2 separate regions of the Ovis aries genome follow, and region 2 is linked to region 1. Evidence: chromatin contacts called from public Hi-C data. All regions are on one chromosome and are shown on one strand. Each heading gives the region's core, a stretch centred on a gene start, on an enhancer-like site or on the middle of the called end of the contact. The rest is flanking DNA. Distances are from core to core; before and after follow the strand shown.

Region 1 (3,369 bases), core at 349-2,848:
ATGGAAACCTGGAATCCTGGAATGATCCTGCAGAAGAGTCAAGGCCAAAGAGCAGGGCAGATAGAAGGCAGGGAGGGGTCAGGGTAGGAAATCAAGTCTTAGGGCTTCATTAGATCAGCGTGTACTTGAACCAAAGAGGCCACTGTGTGTGGGAATTATTTTGTTTTGTTTTTTCTTTGTTTAAGTCAGCTTGTATTAGAGCTATTTCGCTTGCAGCCTCTTGTGAATTCATATACTAGTGTGATCGGAGAAGGCAATGGCACCCCACTCCAGTACTCTTGCCTGGAAAATCCCATGGATGGAGGAGCCTGGTAGGCTGCAGTCCATGAGGTCGCTAAGAGTCAGACCGACTGAGCAACTTCACTTTCCCTTTTCACTTTCATGCATTGGAGAAGGAAATGGCAACCCACTCCAGTGTTCTTGCCTGGAGAATCCCAGGGACGGGGGGGCCTGGTGGGCTGCCATCTCTGGGGTCGCACAGAGTCGGACACGACTGAAGCGACTTAGCAGCAGCAGCAGCATACTAGTGTGATAATACTAATACCTATCGACTGTGTGTGTGTTCAGTTGTGTCTGACTCTGTGACTCAGTGGACTGTAGCCCACCAGTCTCTTCTGTGCATGGGATTTTCCAGGGAAGAATACTCGAGTGGGTTGCCATTTCCTACTCCAGGAGATCTTCCCAACCCAGGGATTGAACCTGTGTCTCTTGCATTGCCCAGCAGATTCTTTACCACTATGCCATCTGGGAAGCAATAATTCCTGTTTAGAATTCCCCAAAGAGCAGATCTCATGTAAATCCTTTATATAGATTCTCCTATTTAATTCTTATGATAGATTTTTGTCTTTTTAAGAAAAGAAACTGAGGCTCAGAAAGGTTATGTAACTAGCACAAGATCCCTCAGCAAGTAGTAGAGGGATTCAAACCCAGATTCCTCTAAAGCCTTGCATTCCTAACGAGCATACTCTGAACTTTGCAGGGACACTGGATGAGTTAGACCTGACAGCTAGTGGGCTGTTCAATTTTTACAAAGGGAGGTACCGAGGAGAGCAAATGAGTATTTAATCAGCACGGCCAGTTGTGGGGGGGTTAACCTTTCTTCACCTTCAGTGGGGTGGTCAGTGCCCCCTTGCTATCACTTCGTTTTGTTTTCTGAAACCGAACAATGTTTAACGGAAGGCTCTTAGCTGTCTTCATGTTTTAGTCAAAGAGTCTGGCAGAAATGAACTGACCTGCAGGTGCGTCTGCAAAAAGGGCTTTGGGGCTCCTTGGGCCGCAGACAAGTGACCTGGAGACGAAGTCCTTTAAGAGTCACGGAGGAGCTACCGGCCACTTTGGTGCTACGGCGTTATGAACCAGAGTGGGCTTTCTTTTCAATCATGACACGAAAACAAGGAGATGGATCAGTTGTGCGCTGCCCCATTCCCCGGGTACCGTTTTCTTACGCTTTTACAGAACGGAAGAGTTTTCTCTTGAAGTTTGAAGAAAACAAGGGAAACATGTGCCTGGGAAGCGCCGAGTATGGTTTTGACTCTGGCTGTGAGGTTCACGCTGTACTCATAACATCCTGTTCTTCTCTGCTGGCTGTGATGTGGTAGATAGCAGTCCCTCCCTGGGCTGTTAACAGCTGAGCTCATTTTTCATAAAGATGCTGCCCTGTGAGACCGAGGAAGTGGGCCACAGCCACCTCCTCCTCCGTTACTCTTACGGTTAAGGATGGGTTTTCCCAGTGGCCCTTGCCATCTTCTCTAAAATTAGGTCTTTAATGCCTCTGGGATATGTGGCAATCTTAAAATTTTACTGGAAGCCCACAGAGTATTAGTGAGTGGGAAATGTGCCTCAAAAAAGTCATTTGTTTAGCATAGGAGAAGTCTGCTCTGTCAAAACCTGCAGCTATGGAGTCAGGAGAGGAAGAGTGGCTGCTGGGGAAAGGTGTGATGCCACCTGATACTGAGAAAAAGCAGAGTAAGAGCAATCATCCTAGGGACTGGGATTTCTGCCTTTGGATCCATCTCTTCGGTAGGGGACTGGAGGGCTTAGAGCTGACTTTTTTTTACACAATATACTTATCAGTTTCCAAATGACCTTGGGCCTAAAAATCACATCTATTACAAAGACACAAATGGAATAAGGAATAGAATCTCACTTCTGCGGTCAGGGAGCTGACCCAAAATTCATTCATTGTATTTGGAGATTCTGAAGGCATAACTAGAATAGGAATGACTTCTGCTAGTCAGTTACAAATGAAATTGTTCCCCTTCTGTCTTCACTGAGTTGCAGAGTCACTGCTTTGCCATCCAGGAGATGGACAACACAGTGGGTGTGTTTTCTGAATGGCTTTTATTAGAGAGCAAGATGGTATCCATTCTTGTGATTGTGCGTCTCATGGGGCAGTTCAAAAATTTGCCTCATCACTGGAATCAGGAAGATGCTTTAAAAAGGACAGAGAGATCCCTTGTCAAACTGAGACCTACTGAATAGCACCAGGTAAGAACAAAGCCATTCATAATTTCTTCTGGGTGATTCTTTTAATCAGCCAGGGAGCCACCGTTCTGGTCTTCCCTCCTTGGGATAGATAAATTAATCAGATTAGAAACTTGCCATTTGAGATCTGTAGGCATCATCTATTGGACAGGCCAGCTTTCAGTTAGGGGTGGAGGGCAGGGTATGAAAAGTGAAGATGAGAGGGACATGGCAGAAGCAAGACTGGACTGATGTTAGCAGCATGGTAGAATCACATATGAAGGCCCCAGATGGACATGGAGGATTCTTGAGATGGTTGGCTGTCTGGCCACCCACTCCAGTATTCTGGCCTGGAGAATTCCATGGACTATACAGTCCATGGGGTCACAAAGAGTCAGACAAGACTGAGTGACTTTCACTTTCACTTTAGCAACTAAACAATAAAACAAAGGACATCACATGCCCATTTACTCATTCAGTCATTTAACTCAGCATCTTTTATTGAGCAGAACCCATGGGTATGGGGGCAGGGGTTGGGGAACTTAATAAACAAAACACAGTCTCTTCTTCCCTCTAAATGGCCCCAGTTCAAAGGGCATGTAAGAAATTAAGAGGAAATGATCAGCTGTCCCTGGGCAGGAGAAAAGGGTATGCCAGAGAAATCTTAGAGAAGGAAGTGCCTGACGAAGGTGTATAAGAATGAAAGGGAGAGTCACCTGGGAAATAGACCCAGTCTTCCCAGAGCTTGAACAAAGGCAAAATGGCCTGTGGGTCTACAGAAGTCTACGAATCAATAACGTGCCATTATAGTGTGAGATGGAAAGTGGACGTCTGGTGATTTGGCGGCATCCAGATCACGCAGGGTCTTCAATGTCCACACTTCTGTTCAAGGAAAGACCTTGGCAC
Region 2 (3,543 bases), core at 132-2,631, 100 kb before region 1:
TTAATGGAGTTCGGGTTAACCCTTTCGCAGGCCTAATCGTTTTTAGCAGGCTCCTGCCTTCGTATTCCCGCGTCCCCTCCGGCCCCCCACCCCTACCCCCAGCCTGGCAAGTAGGACTTCAAGTAACCTTAAATGTCTGCCCTAGTACTTTCACAGCCTTCACATTTTATCTTTATTTTCTTGTTTTATAAAGAACAGCAAAAGGCGAAGGCTGAGACAGTTACTTAGTTTAGAAAAAGAAACAACCTTCGGTTTTGTGCGTAAACGGTGTAAAACGCATTATATAGTTTTTTTCTGTTTATAGATTAAACGTTACGGTTAACATACTTATCTGCAATTACAGGCTTTCTTATCAGTTTTAAGATGGGTTCAGTAAGGACTCCATTCTTCTCTCCTTTTGACTCTTGACGCCACTGAACAGCAACCCTAACAGGCTGACTAACCCTCGAGAGCCGGTTCGCTCCACTCTTCTCCACACTCCCCGTATCCTCAGCACTGGTACCCACACCCCGCTGCTCATCCTGCCCGTGGAGCCAGCCACGTAGACTCGGCGTCGGGGACAGGATGTAAACACCGAGTACAGTCAGCGGGCCACTGCCATGCAGACGTATTCGTGCCGCTGGCGCGGGCGTACACAGCCTAAGCCGGGCCGCTTTTATCTGCACAGCATTAAGCCTCCTTGCAGGCTAGCCCGGGCAGAGTACTCTTGCAGAGGATGCGCTGGCGCGGTGCCTGGAGTTGCTGGAGCGGGAAGGAGGAGCTAGGGCTGGGGAGGCGGGGCTTTCACACGCGCACCCCTAGTTTCCTCCTTCCCCCGCCACTTGCTCCCCGTTCTCCCGCTGCCACTCCAGGGTTTATTTGTTTACAAGCGGATTACGTCAGCTCCTCCCTCTCTTCCTAGTCTATGGACCCGCCCCTTGGCCCCTTTTTCCCGCCCCCTCCGACTCCGAATCTGCTTGCGTCACAATGGTGCGATCTCTGGATTGGCTGGACTGGGCCGTCACGCTCCAGCTACGCCACTTCCTTTCCGTGGCTCTATAAAAAGTGCTGCACCACCCCTTTATCTCTTAGCCCGTCGGAGCTGGAAATGCAACTGTTGGGAGCTTCGGAGGCTGCGGAGCTGGAGGCGGAGGCGGCTGGGGAGGTCCGAGCGATGTGACCAGGCCGCCGTCGCTCGTCTCTTCCTCTTTCCTGCCGCCTCCTGTGTCGAAAATAACTTTTTTTACTATAAAGAAAGGAGAAAAAAAAGTAGCCTTACGCCGCTCACGCCCTCTCTCCCTCTCAGCCCTCTGACTTGTGAGGGAGCCCGGGGTGGCCGCTCCTCCGTCGGGGCCGCGCCGCCGAGCCCCGGCCGCCCCGGGCCGCCCCCGCCCGCCGCCCCCATGCATCCCTTCTACAGTCGGGCCGCCACCATGATAGGCGAGATCGCCGCCGCCGTGTCCTTCATCTCTAAGTTCCTCCGCACCAAGGGGCTCACGAGCGAGCGACAACTGCAGACCTTCAGTCAGAGCCTGCAGGAGCTGCTGGCAGGTGAGCGGGCCGTGGTGGCAGGAGGGCGAGGGACGCCGGGGGCGGGGGGCGACGCGGCCGCACTTGTAGGGGCCGGGCCGTCGGGGCCGCGGGAGTGTCCGCAGCGCCCCGGGCGACCGCGCTCGAGTCCGACCGCGGGATGGTGGCTGGCGCGCCGGCGGCCGCTAACGGCGGGTCCCGGGGAGGGTTTGGGGCTTGGGTCGAGGGCGCTCCCTGTCCCCCCGCGGTTGGCCAACGGAGGGGAGAAGAAAACTGACGCACAACAAAGAAACTAAAGCCGACCGAGGCGGGAGCTGCGGTCTTCGGACGTTCCGCGGATTTGGGGGGACAAAGGACCCGCGGGCTGGGGTGGGTTCGACGCTCCCTCCCCCCACTCCGGTCCAACGGTTGCGGGCTCGGCGGTCGGGCCCGGGGGTAAAACGGCGCGGCTGCCCCGAAGCTCACTCGGGACAGACGTGCGGTCCCCCCACGCCTCCTAACCCTGCCCATTAATCATCGGATTTGTCAGCGGCACAATTACAGCCCTGCCCAGAGCGTGGTTTAGGGTGGCTTGTTTTCCTTCCCTTCGGGGTTAACACTCCGGTGGCGCTTCTCCTCCAAAGTCATAAACCCTATTGTGTGCGGCCAGGGTGGGGTGGAGAAAGTAAACAGGTTCCCGCCTGGCCGCCGGTGCCGTCCGGCTGGCGCAGGCTGCGCGCCTGATTCCCGTTTTGGCGGCTCAGCCGGTTGGTTCCCGGAGATTGTTTTGTCCCGTGCAACTGTTGTTTCTAAAACCCTGCCCTGCTCGTTTTCCATCCGCGCACATCCGCGAATGCGTTGCGGGGCTTTTTAAAAAAAAGTTGATATTCGGCATTTTCACTTAAAGGAGCCAACAGAAGAAGGAGACTAAGGCGGGAGCCGGCAGTAACGGGGTCTAAGCATTGTTTTCTCTCTTCCTTTCTTGTGTAGAACATTATAAACATCACTGGTTCCCAGAGAAGCCCTGCAAGGGATCAGGTTACCGTTGTATTCGCATCAACCATAAAATGGATCCTCTGATTGGACAGGCAGCGCAGCGGATTGGACTGAGCAGTCAGGAGCTGTTCAGGCTTCTCCCAAGTGAACTCACGCTCTGGGTTGACCCGTACGAAGTGTCCTACAGAATTGGCGAGGATGGCTCCATCTGTGTGCTGTACGAAGCCTCACCAGCAGGAGGTAGCACCCAAAACAGCACCAACGTGCAAATGGTAGACAGCAGAATCAGCTGTAAGGAGGAACTTCTCTTGGGCAGAACAAGCCCTTCCAAAAACTACAATATGATGACTGTATCAGGTTAAGATATAGTCTGTGGATGGATCATCTTATAATGGATGGATAAATTTGATTTTTGCTTTGGGTGGGCTCCCCTTGGGGATGGATTATGGAATTTAAACCATGTCACAGCTGTGAAGATCTGGCACAAGATAGAGTGGTAAAAAAAAAATTTTTTTAAGTGACAGTGCCATAGTTTGGACAGTACCTTTCAATGATTTTAATAGCCTGTGAGTCCAAGTAAATGATCATCTTATTTGCTAGGAGTGAAGTCCTAGGATGGTTTCAGTTTCTCCCAGACATGATACCTAAATTTTTACGTCAGTCCCTTTAATGAAAATTTGTATTTCTCTGCAGTAGAACTTGCAGAGAAAATTTGCACTATTACACTTAAAAGTTATTATCCTTTTTGGCAGCTCAATAGGAAAGCTCAACATTTTAAACATGGTAGTACTGGAAATTTTATGACAAGACTTTTACCTAGCACTTAAATATGTATAAATGTATATAAGACAAACTAGTAAGCATGACCTGGGGAAATGGTCAGACCTTGTATTGTGTTTTTGGCCTTGAAAGTAGCAAGTGACCAGAATCTGCCTTGGCAACAGGCTTAAAAAAAAAAAAAAAAGACCCTTAAAAAGACACTGTCTCAACTGTGGTGTTAGCACCAGCCAGCTCTCTGTACATTTGCTAGCTTGTAGTTTTCTAAGACTGAGTAAACTT

The links. Hi-C and Micro-C count contacts between places; a contact is called where the count stands out from the background.
Region 2: a contact with region 1 is called in a Hi-C map of blood, with 2.6 times the contacts expected there. The contact joins the promoter of BTG1 here to the enhancer-like site in region 1. A contact is called at or near these places in 2 of 16 Hi-C or Micro-C datasets (both in blood).

The regions. Positions count from the first base shown.
Region 1 is chr3:128,435,355-128,438,723 of ARS-UI_Ramb_v3.0, reverse strand. No RefSeq gene overlaps it. Among named protein-coding and RNA genes, the nearest start is that of BTG1, 100 kb to the left of the region's middle. Within about 2 kb of position 1,598, at least 16 of the 54 cell types and tissues checked have an H3K27ac peak or open chromatin away from gene starts, as enhancers often do.
Region 2 is chr3:128,536,506-128,540,048 of ARS-UI_Ramb_v3.0, reverse strand. It overlaps BTG1 (BTG anti-proliferation factor 1), which reads left to right and starts at 1,381. Exons shown (of 2, transcript NM_001142887.1): 1 at 1,381-1,530; 2 at 2,479-3,543. The coding sequence starts at 1,383. The coding sequence ends at 2,846. It overlaps LOC121819091 (a long non-coding RNA gene), which reads right to left and starts at 710. Exons shown (of 2, transcript XR_009600216.1): 1 at 328-710.